Linked DNA regions of Gossypium hirsutum: region 1 is linked to region 2. A link is a contact called in public Hi-C data. All regions are on one chromosome and are shown on one strand. The core of a region is the stretch at or near the end of the contact, and the rest is flanking DNA. Distances in the headings are between cores, read along the strand shown. Region 1 overlaps LOC107889568 (protein ROS1A). Region 2 holds the start of LOC107889572 (protein PSK SIMULATOR 1).

Region 1 (5,546 bases), core at 1,239-3,738, 110 kb after region 2:
TCAGACCAATCAACCTTGTTAATTTTGCTTCAACCATGAGCTACACCTTTCATGAATATAGTAACCTTTGTACTCCTCAAAGAAGAAATTAAACCCTTTACATTGTTGATATTTTAACTCGTAGCTTAACAGTTAACAATGGCATCTCTGATATACCAACTCACAACTTAGCTTAATAGTTAACAATGGAAAGTAGTTAACCTTAAATCATTTACGCTATTGGCTCTTCCACTTCAATCTTGAAATAACACTTGGAGCCCAAAAGCTATTCCTTTCGAGAACATTTTAGCCCTTAATCTTATCCTCAAATAAGAATTAAGCCCTTAACATATTTGATATTTCTCACTATCTACCAACTCATAGTCTAACATTTAACAAGGACATCACTAATCTACCGACTCATAACTAAGCTAAACAATTAAAAATGGATAGTTAATCTAAAATCATTTATGCTATCATGAATGCCCAAATTGGCTCATCCACTTCTATCTTGGAATAATTCTTGGAGCCCTAATCATTCCTTGAAGGCTTCCTCTGAATTCTTGGTGACAATGACTCCCACTGCCGGCCCAAATGTAACTAGGTACTGAAAAACTATAGCATTAGCACGCTCTCAGCATAAATTTAAAATGCTTTTACTAACCCAAACTACAAGCATTACCAATACAATCTCAAACACAGCCCTCAACAGTAGAACACTTTCCCTTTTCTGCACATTTTATTCTGAATTTTGTACAGCCAGACAGGAAAATAGGTCATTGTCAAAACTCTTTCATTTTTGGTAGTTGTACCTAGTCATTCCAATACCTAAATGATGTGCGGATGTATAGTCATTTCAAGAATTTTCTTACCGTTTGACAACAAATTGCAGGATTTGTTTGTGTGAGGGGATTTGACCAGAAATCACGAGCACCCCGTCCTCTAATGGCCAGACTGCATTTCCCAGCCAGCAAGTTGACCAGAGGAAAAGGAAAGGGTGCAGCAGAATATGAGTAAATGATGGAACTTTCATAAGGGTCCAAACAACTAAAAGTTGACAAAATAACAATGTACGATAAACGAGAGTGGAATTGCATTTTACAATACTGACGTGGTTTGTAGGAAAATGTGAAAATCTTTGTATAACTCATAATCACAAAGCCATGTAGTGCTAATACTGTTTAAGAAGGTTCTAATTACTTAGTTTCATGCTCAAACTTTGAGCAATTCTTCAGAGATCAGCTTCAACAAACGCTGCCTAATGCTAATTGACCAAACTTTTCCTACAATGAAAATAATATACGGCCAAGGCCATCGTCAAGCCTCTAAATGTGCACACGGACATAAATGCTTTTATCCCTTAACAATTGATAAACAATTAAAGGAAAAACGAGTGAAGCTTACGGGAATGTTCAGAATGAAAAGGTGGTCCAGTTTGTGATCTGGGAAAGACAGTGATGAAGTATAAACTCAGAAAAAATTATGAGAACTTGTTAATATGGGAATGTCACCCAGAAATTACAGTTGAGACGGATTGGCAAACAACTAAGGAATCTAGGAAACTGCGTATCAGAATTTAGGGTTTTAAGTTTAGCTCAATTAGTTCATATTATTATCTTTATCAAAAAAATATCAGCGTACAGTATTCAAAAATTCGACTGAATTAGTCTAACTGTTTTTGATAAAGTAACTTCTAGTTCATACAACTATTTTTAATAAAGTAGCATCTATCAGGCTTGAGGTTTAAATTCAACACATACAACATTTCTAAAATAGCATATAACAAGTTTGGCCAAAATAACTGAATGTCGGATAGAACTCAGAAAAAAAAACGATTACACTCCAATTGCGTAATGATCTCAAATGCCAATTCATATTCTAGAGTTTCAACGTTACCAATTACCTTGCTCAAGTTCGGCAAAAATCCAAGCAGTTATGCGTTCTATCTCAAGAAACCGAATAGCATAGAATTATATGTCTCAATATTGAATCGTGGAAAGAAATACTGAACGAATCAACGCTTTAAGCTCTTTACAGAAAAAAATATAGACAAGATCGAAAAATTCATCATAATTGTTAAATGCTTCTTTCCCCAAAATAGCTAAATTAAACAGTAGCAAACCTGGGGGAGAAATGAGATAAAAGCGCAGGAAAGCTGCACCGGATAACAGTTTGAATGGAAAGAAAAAAAAGCGAACCGCGTTTCATTTTTCTTTAATCGAAACAGCAGATCTAAGGGCACATGAAAATATCAGGAATAAAAAGCTCGACTTTATTTAAACACTAGACAATTTTAAACGAAAGATAAACATTCAAATGGACGATCTGGATCGAGAAACGAACCTCTTTTTGAATTTGTAGGATAATGAAAGAAAATGATGAAGCAGCAGATGATTTAGTTTGAGAAAGATGACAGGGTAGTGTTGGAGAATTTGCCGCCTTTTTTCTCTTTCTCGGCTCCTTTCCCTCCTTAAATTTGAAGGCCCCTTCGTTTTTTCAGCCCCTGTGATGCTCGGCTGGCGCTGGGCTCCTGATCGGACTTAGCGGCCTGTATTTCACTGGCTTATTGATCCAAGCTTTAGAGGGCATTTGTTCTGTTAAATACTTAAACATTTAGGCCTGGAATATTTTCCAGGTTTTCATTTTTTTCTTTTTAAGTATTTTCCAGATTTTCTTTATTCAATATCTGAAAGATTAACATGTATGTTTGTGTCTTTGAAATATATTTATGCATGGTGCTTTACTTGCGAGTTAGTTTTTTTTTTATCAGTACGATACTACTTGTTATTTAAGTAATCAAATTTGGCATTGATATGAAATAAATATTTTATCATAAATATTATGTGATTTCTCCGATGGTCCAATATGATAATAATATATCAAATATTAACGTATTGAATGAAAAATAATTATAATTGAGGTATTTTTCATGTTTGTGTTTTATGACTAATGAAGATTAATTTTTTCGGGGATATATGGTTGCTCCCAACAATATCGTCTCCAAAGTTTGAATATATATTTTTCCTTAATAGTACAAGATTTGAAAAGAAAATATTTTATACTTCGAAAATTTGGGTTCCATTTAATTTCTAAAAATATTTTTTATTTATATTTATATTTTCTTTTTCTTTTTTTAAAATTTTTTATTTTTTATTTTTCATTTTTTAAAAATTGAATAACACAAATATATATTGTTTAAAAAAAACTTAAGAGTTTTCAAACTTTGGTAAAAAAATCAATTAAGCTTATTCGCAAAAAAACGCACTTAATTAAATACCTAAACTCTCAAATCATATCAATTAAGTTCCTTAACCAATATTTTTCGTTTTGACCATTACATCATTGACGTGGCCATTAATGACGCGGACATGATGGTCTATGTCGAAAAAAATTTATTTAAAATTATTTAAAATTTTTATATTCAAAATGAAACTTGACAAATGGATGTCCAAGAACGATTGTCCAAGTTCTTGAACAATCATTTGTCCATTAAAATTATAAATTTTTAAACATTGTTCAAATTTTAAAAAATATTAAATTTTAAAAACATAAAAATTATCAAAAAAATCATTTAAAAGTTTAAGCTGAAATGAATTCTGGACATGTGGTTGTTTAGACTGAATTCAAGATAACTTTTATAAATTATATAAAGTTTAAAAATAAAGATCAAAAATATTTTCTTTAAAGTATGAGATTTCCATCAATAATTTAATTTTATCGGTAATTTTTAAGCTATATAAAATAAAAAATAATAATTTAGAAAGACAAACAAATATTTTTAATTTTATTAATTATACTGATAAAGTTTAAAAAACGTGTGAATATATCCTTTTCTTTTCTTTTTTTACATGTGCATTAAGTGTAACTAATCATAGCTAATAGTTATTACAATTTAAATAAACTAATTCTATGAAGATTTCAATCAAGTATATTAATGTATAGCACTAGATGTAAGTATGTAACTATCAACAGCTAATAGTTATTATAATTTATTAAAATAAATAAATTAGGTGAGATTTCAATTTAGTATATTAATAATGTTTTTTATTTACTTAAAAAAACAAATTGAAAGAACTTTAATATCATTAAATTTAAAATAATTTTTAAATAAAAAATCAATAAATATTTTTATAAAGTAAATAATTAAAATTTATTAAATTAAAAATAAATTTATATAATTTAGAAAAATCATCTAGAATGAATATGGACATATAGTTGTTTAGATATAAAATGAATCTAAACACTGGTATGTCCAATTTTATTTTAGACTTAAACATTTAAATGATGTATAACATTTTTTTTTGAACTTTTTGAATTTTATTTAAAATTTTTATAAATTTTAATGATGTTTTGCAAATTTATAATTTTTAATAAGTTTTTTTTATTATTTTAAAAAAATTAAGTTCGAAATGAACCTAAACCAATAATTGTCCAAGTTAATTCTAAACTTTTTTTTGTTGTTGGCATGGTAGTTGACAGGGCATCGCCACGTTAACAACTATTTCTAACATGGACTGCCATGTCAACACTGTTAATAATCACATCAGCTACGTAAAGTTTAAAGACAAAGGATGTTGGTCAAAAGGTTTAATGGATGCAAATTGGGAGTTTGAAGCTTTAATTGAGTGTGTTTATTTCGCAGAGGGCCTTAATTGGTTTTTGTTTTGCCAAAATTCAAAGGTTTTTTTACCTTTTAAGCCCCCAAAAAATTGTCCAAATGTCACGTGTCAACATCATATGAAACCACCATTTGACATGATGGTTTCGTAGAATGTTTGTTAGGATTTGTGCTTAATGCGGTGGATGAATAAACAAATTTTTCTACATGATTATTTAAGATTTTTATATGTTTATTCTTAATGGTTTTTTTTATATAGAAAACAAGAAACACCCTAAACTAATTAGCGAGACACTAATATAGAAAAGGTGACTTCGATTGCATCCACTAATAACAAATTGCTAACACCCAATGCAGTTCATAAAAAAAAAATCAAATCCATGTCAAGCTCCAAGTTATCATTGGCAAGCTAGTCGATAAAAAAATTCTCCTCCTTTGGGACATACTTCAACTACCACTGCTAATCTCTTCTGAACAAATCCCTAATATTTTCAATGATGCAAAACAACAGATTGTGTAATGACTCAGTTTCCAATGGTATTGAAAAAGGCGATTTCGGGATCCCGTTTCTGTAAACCGGGTCTGCAACATTTAATAATGATGTTTACGAAGCTAAAGTATTGATGAATTGAAATTTGGTTAAGTGGTTTAACCGAAATTGTGAGTATTAATGACTTAGGGACTAAATTGTAAAAGTATAATAATTATAGATTTTTAATTAGATTAAGGCTTGGGGACTTAAATAGAAATTATCCAAATGACTAAAATGGAAAAATAAACATATTCTAAATAGATGGTTGTGGGATGTGATGTTTAATGTCATTAGTTTAAGTTAATCAAATATTAAAGCTTAATTAAACATGATTAAGTTAATTAATTAAGTTTAATTAAATTTAGACCTAGTATGTATACAATGTGATAGTCGAAAAAGATGAAACATCTTCATCTT
Region 2 (5,072 bases), core at 828-3,327:
CCCAAGTCTTTGCATTGGACTTCAGTTTAAGGCGCAGAGCATTTCTTATACATGCAGGTAACATATTGTAGAGCTCATCTCTTGCATCGAGGCAGATCATGTGAGGCGCTGAAACTAGTTTCTCTATCAAGATAATGATGTTCGCATAGTGGAGAGATAATGCAGCATCACCAAGTGTCGATGTAGGAGCATCCAACAAGTGCTTGGTATTGAAGACGCGTAATTTAGAATAAATTTTATCACTGCAAGATAACGACCCTATCTTTGAATAGTTTAGCTTGTCCATGTTTACATTGTAAGCACCAATGAACCTGAAAGATCCAGTGCCAATCGGCTTGCGGCTGTTTAAAATCTGAGAATTACTTCCAACAGACACGCATCTTTTGAAAGGACCAATTCCAACATGACCGAACTGTTTGGTTTTCAGACGTGGGTGCTTGCCGTGTAAGGCAGTTGAGTGATGATGAGAGTGTAGATGCTGGCCACTGATCTGCGCTGACTTTGAAAATGACTGGCCAGGAGGTTCAGAGTTGAAACCGCATAGATTATTATCAGAAGGATGTACGGAAGACATTAGAGTGGAAAACGAATTGCAGGGGGGAACAGAGGCACTACTAACAGATACCATTTGGTGGGTTCTAAACACATATTTTATCTTCTCAAGTATTGTCAAAAGTGATCTCAACAAAATCCGGACAACATAATCATATGTCCGAACCCACGGAGACATGTCACGTAGATTTTTCACTTCCTGGCGCTGCAAAATTACCTTCTTTTGCCACTCGACTGTTTTCATCCCATCCCCCTCCGAGTTTCTCCGAATCCTTCTAAGAGTCCGCTCATGTTCTGCCAGCACTTCCAACTCTCGAGTCAACCGCATCGTAACCAAAACGAATCTCTCCATCTTCTGTACTTTCCTCTCCATCTTCTTCAAGCAATATTCCCACCCGAGCCACTCAAAACTGTTCAAAATCGGATCTCTTATGAAATATTCGAAACGGTGATATACGGGGTTATTGCATTTCTTCCCAAGCCTGGCCACAGATGTTGCCAGAATGCCAAAATTCTCAATTATCTCGTTCAAAGCAAGATCCATAAGGTAATTTTCATCGTTGGACACAAGCCTTCGAAGACCAAGTGAGTTAGCCATTTCTTTCCTCAACTTGAAGATCTCCGTATCATCCAAAGAATGCCATAAATTCACCACCTTAGACATCAAACTAGCAACTTCGAATACTAAGATTCCAAGCATCTTGCCAGTTATATCCAAATTACTATTGTTCCTTGAATTCAACCGTGAACCACCAAACCACGACTCAGCCACCATCTCGCCTCCCCTCATCCAATAAAACTTCAGGTTTAAGCACTAATCAAAGATTCCCAATTCCAAAAAATGTCGTAGTCCCTGTGTGGGACAATAAAACAATGGCACAGATTACACAATTATTTCAACTACAGTTGAAACAACTCATATATGTATATATATATATAACATGAAATACAATTTGCCAAGTTAGACCCTTTATAGGAAGTAGAAACTCAAAACTCATTAATAACAGAAACCCATAATTTATAAGAGCAAATAGAACAACAATTTAAAAAAAAATTGCAGTCAGATGACAAGAAATAAACTTACAGGGGTAAAAAAACATAATAATAGACAAAAAATTACATCTCCACGAAGCATCAACAGTGAACTGAAGAAGGACTTGGTTGGGTTTTCAACAGGGAAAAGCAGGGACCAATAAGGAGCAGAAGGAAGAAGAAGAAGAGGGCATGCTTATAAACGTGAAAAAGATAGAGGAAGAGACAAAAAGAGGGAAAAACTCGAAATCGGTCAAACCGAAGTTAAAAATGGAAACCAAAGTGCGGAGAGTTTTGGGTTTATTCTGGTGGATATCAAGGAAGATGCACGCACTCAAACTAAATGTTCACGTTCAAAGCTGTTGTTTTGAAGGATCCTTTCATTTTGCTTTGGTTTTATGCCTTGTTTTACGTTAATCTCGAGTGAACATTTTTAAGAGTATATGCTTTTTCATAAGCATTGGAAATGGATCAAATCTGTTTTGATCAACTCCAACGTATACGATTTTTAATAATGTATATAAACTTTAAGCAAATGTGACCCTGACTGTTCCATCATTATACTCTATTTACTAAATTTGAATTTTATTTCTGGCAGATTTCAGTTTCACGTTGGTTGGTTTTATGATATAATCTAATTTTAAATATTTATTCATATTTAAAATATAAATAAACTATCACAAAATTAATTTGTAATATTTTACATCAATTTTAATTTGATAAGAGGTTCGTAGAGTTGGTGACCCAAATGATTATGAAAGGGAGAGTTCCAGTTTCCCACTTGTATGTTTCGGCTAAAACTATAAAAGGACTCCTTGCATTTTTCCCTTCTCTTATGTATCTAAACAAGTCTTTTAACCTGTTGGCCAAATTTTTTTTTCTTTTACCCTTTTTCACTTTTAACTTATATTTGAATAAATTTTTAAATTAAAACATGTCAAATCTACACGTTGATTTAATATACAATTTATTACAAGAACTTTGATTTGATACAATCGCATAAATGAATTTTAATTTTAATTTTAATATATAAATGAAATTTTAATTTTGATTTAACTGTACACATTTAAAGGAATAAATATATTAAAATTGTACATTTCGATTGGTCTAGGATGAGCACTTTAACCAGGTAGTCTTCTTCACTATGTCAAGTGTGAGCTCGCTTCAAATAAAACAAAATTTACAAAAATTAACAGTCAACTAATTTCATCATTTCTTTAAATGTAATATTCTCTTTATATAAGGAGAGTTTAGAGAGTTTAACAATAATTAAACTTAATCACATTAATTTAAACAATGTAAATATTAAATTTAATTTAATATTAAACTATTAAAATAATATTATTTTTGAAATAGTTAATTTAAAATCAAATTCTCTGTTAGAGTCTCAGTAGGAGTGTAACTCTTTCACTGCTCAATCACCGAAGACCAACTGTCACCAACCATTAGAACGTCGTCATCGTAGCCGTCGACACCGCCTTATCTGGTGATGTAAGTGCAACACCCTTACAACAGCCTGAGCTGGTTCGACTGCTACCAGTTCGGTTCAGGTCAGTGACAACTCGACCGGTCTGGTCTAGCCACCGATTGGACCATTGGCCCAGTTTTACATACAGGGCTCGGTTCGACCAATTTTTGTGTCTTAGTCTCGTTTTTGAGCTCTTTGACCCAATTTACAATCTTAGGTCCAATTTTCAAGTTCAATTACCTATTGGGCCAATTGTCCAACTTGAAAATTAATTTCTAAAAAAATTGTATTAATTTTAATTTAACTTTATCAAATTAATTTTTTTTAAAAATCACTTAAAATTTTCAAATTAATTTTTCAAGAAAATTTTTTAATCAAATTCTATAGTTGAACAATTCTTACGACCACCTAATTTAACTCCACATTGAATAAATAAACTAAATTAAAATATTTCCAAAGTCGTAGAATTTTCTTATGATTCAAATGCAATCCAATCGAGTTTTTGTTGAGCTAGCAGAAGAACCAATTAGACATATACTATTAGGCTCTAGTAATTACAATTATGTCTAGAAGTATCATTCCAATAACTCGTAATTACTTAATCAGTGAGTCAGTCCACAAGAAGTACCATTATTGAAAACTCCTTATTGTATACTCTTTATGAAAGTAATTCATCTAATTGCTTTGTTTAATGACATCGTCATGTGTGGGGTTTTTTTACTAAAGAAGTATAAAAAAATTAAAAAATTTCAAAATAATACACCTAAAAAATTAATTACCGAAATGGTATGCTCAGGGTGGTCACGCCACTCTGACAGGCGGCACCACCCTGACTTTTGACGGCCAACAGTGAAAAAAAACACTAAAAACAAAAAAAAAAGCTGAAAACGAAAAATAAAAATAAAAAAAAGGTCATGTGGGTGCCAGAGGCGACATTGGTGCCCAGGTGACTTTTTAGGCCGATTTGACCCCTCATGCAGAGGGGTTTTGTTTTTTTGTTTGGGGGACCATAATATATGGTCCCCAAGGCTTGAGTTTCGGGAGCAAAGAAGGAGAAGAAGAAAAGGAAAAGAAGGAGAATAAGGAAAGAAGAGAAGAAGAAGAAAGAAAAAGAAGGGGAGGAGAAGGAGAAGGAGGCCGGCAGTTAAGAGAAGAAAAAAGAAAAAGAGAAGGAGAAGAAGAGGGAAGGAAAAAGAAGGAAAAAAAAAGGTAATTTTTTTTTTATAAATTTGAGTAATTAATGTTAGTTTAAGTTATTTATTTAGTTACTATTATTATTGTTGTTGATTGATTTGGATCTAAATCAGATATAATTTTCATTTTTATTTCTTTGCAATGTGTTATTTGGTTAAGAATAGATATTAAGGTATGTTCGTATTTATTTTATATTTTCATTGAAGTAATACGCATGTTATGTGCAAAGAATGTTTTATTGTTATTATTTTATGTAATTTATTTGTTAAGTGTGTTTTAAGTTGATTAAATATATTTTTTAAATTTATTTGACTTATTATATTCTGATTATTTTAATTTTTTTTATTTTTTATGTGATGGGGGTTTTAAACCTTTTACAAAAAATAGTATAAAAAATAAAATACTAAAAAATATATTAATGAAAAAATAAAATACAAAAAAAAACTTTTTTTGGGAAAAGTGGTGCTGACGAGTTTTTTGCTAAAATAATATAAAAAATAAAATATAAAAATAGTATATTTTAAAAAATAAAATCCGAAAATAAAAAAATACGAACAATGTGCCAAAGTCAGGGTTATTTATTAAATTAATATAAAAAACTTAAATAATACATTTGAAACATTTTTTGCTAAAATCATATTAAAAAATACGAAAATAATATATTTTAAAAATAATATACGAAAAAAAATACGAATAAAGTGCTAAAATCAGGGTTATTTATTAAAAAATATAAAAACACTTATATAATACATTTGAAACATTATGTACTAAAATAATATAAAGAAATAAAATACGAAAATAATATATTTTAAAAAATAAGATACAA

What was found. Hi-C and Micro-C count contacts between places; a contact is called where the count stands out from the background.
Region 1: a contact with region 2 is called in a Hi-C map of leaf, with 1.7 times the contacts expected there. The contact joins the enhancer-like site here to the promoter of LOC107889572 in region 2. A contact is called at or near these places in 3 of 34 Hi-C or Micro-C datasets (callus, fibers and leaf).

What each region holds. Positions count from the first base shown.
Region 1 is chrA09:73,050,208-73,055,753 of Gossypium_hirsutum_v2.1, forward strand. LOC107889568 (protein ROS1A) reads left to right here. Exons shown (of 21, transcript XM_016814044.2): 21 at 872-1,213. The coding sequence ends at 996. Among protein-coding and RNA genes, the nearest start is that of LOC107889567, 8.7 kb to the right of the region's middle. Within about 2 kb of position 2,489, at least 3 of the 9 cell types and tissues checked have an H3K27ac peak or open chromatin away from gene starts, as enhancers often do. A contact at or near this core is called in fibers and leaf, where this site is marked.
Region 2 is chrA09:72,939,520-72,944,591 of Gossypium_hirsutum_v2.1, forward strand. LOC107889572 (protein PSK SIMULATOR 1) reads right to left here and starts at 2,078. Exons shown (of 2, transcript XM_016814047.2): 1 at 1,637-2,078; 2 at 1-1,405. The coding sequence starts at 1,342.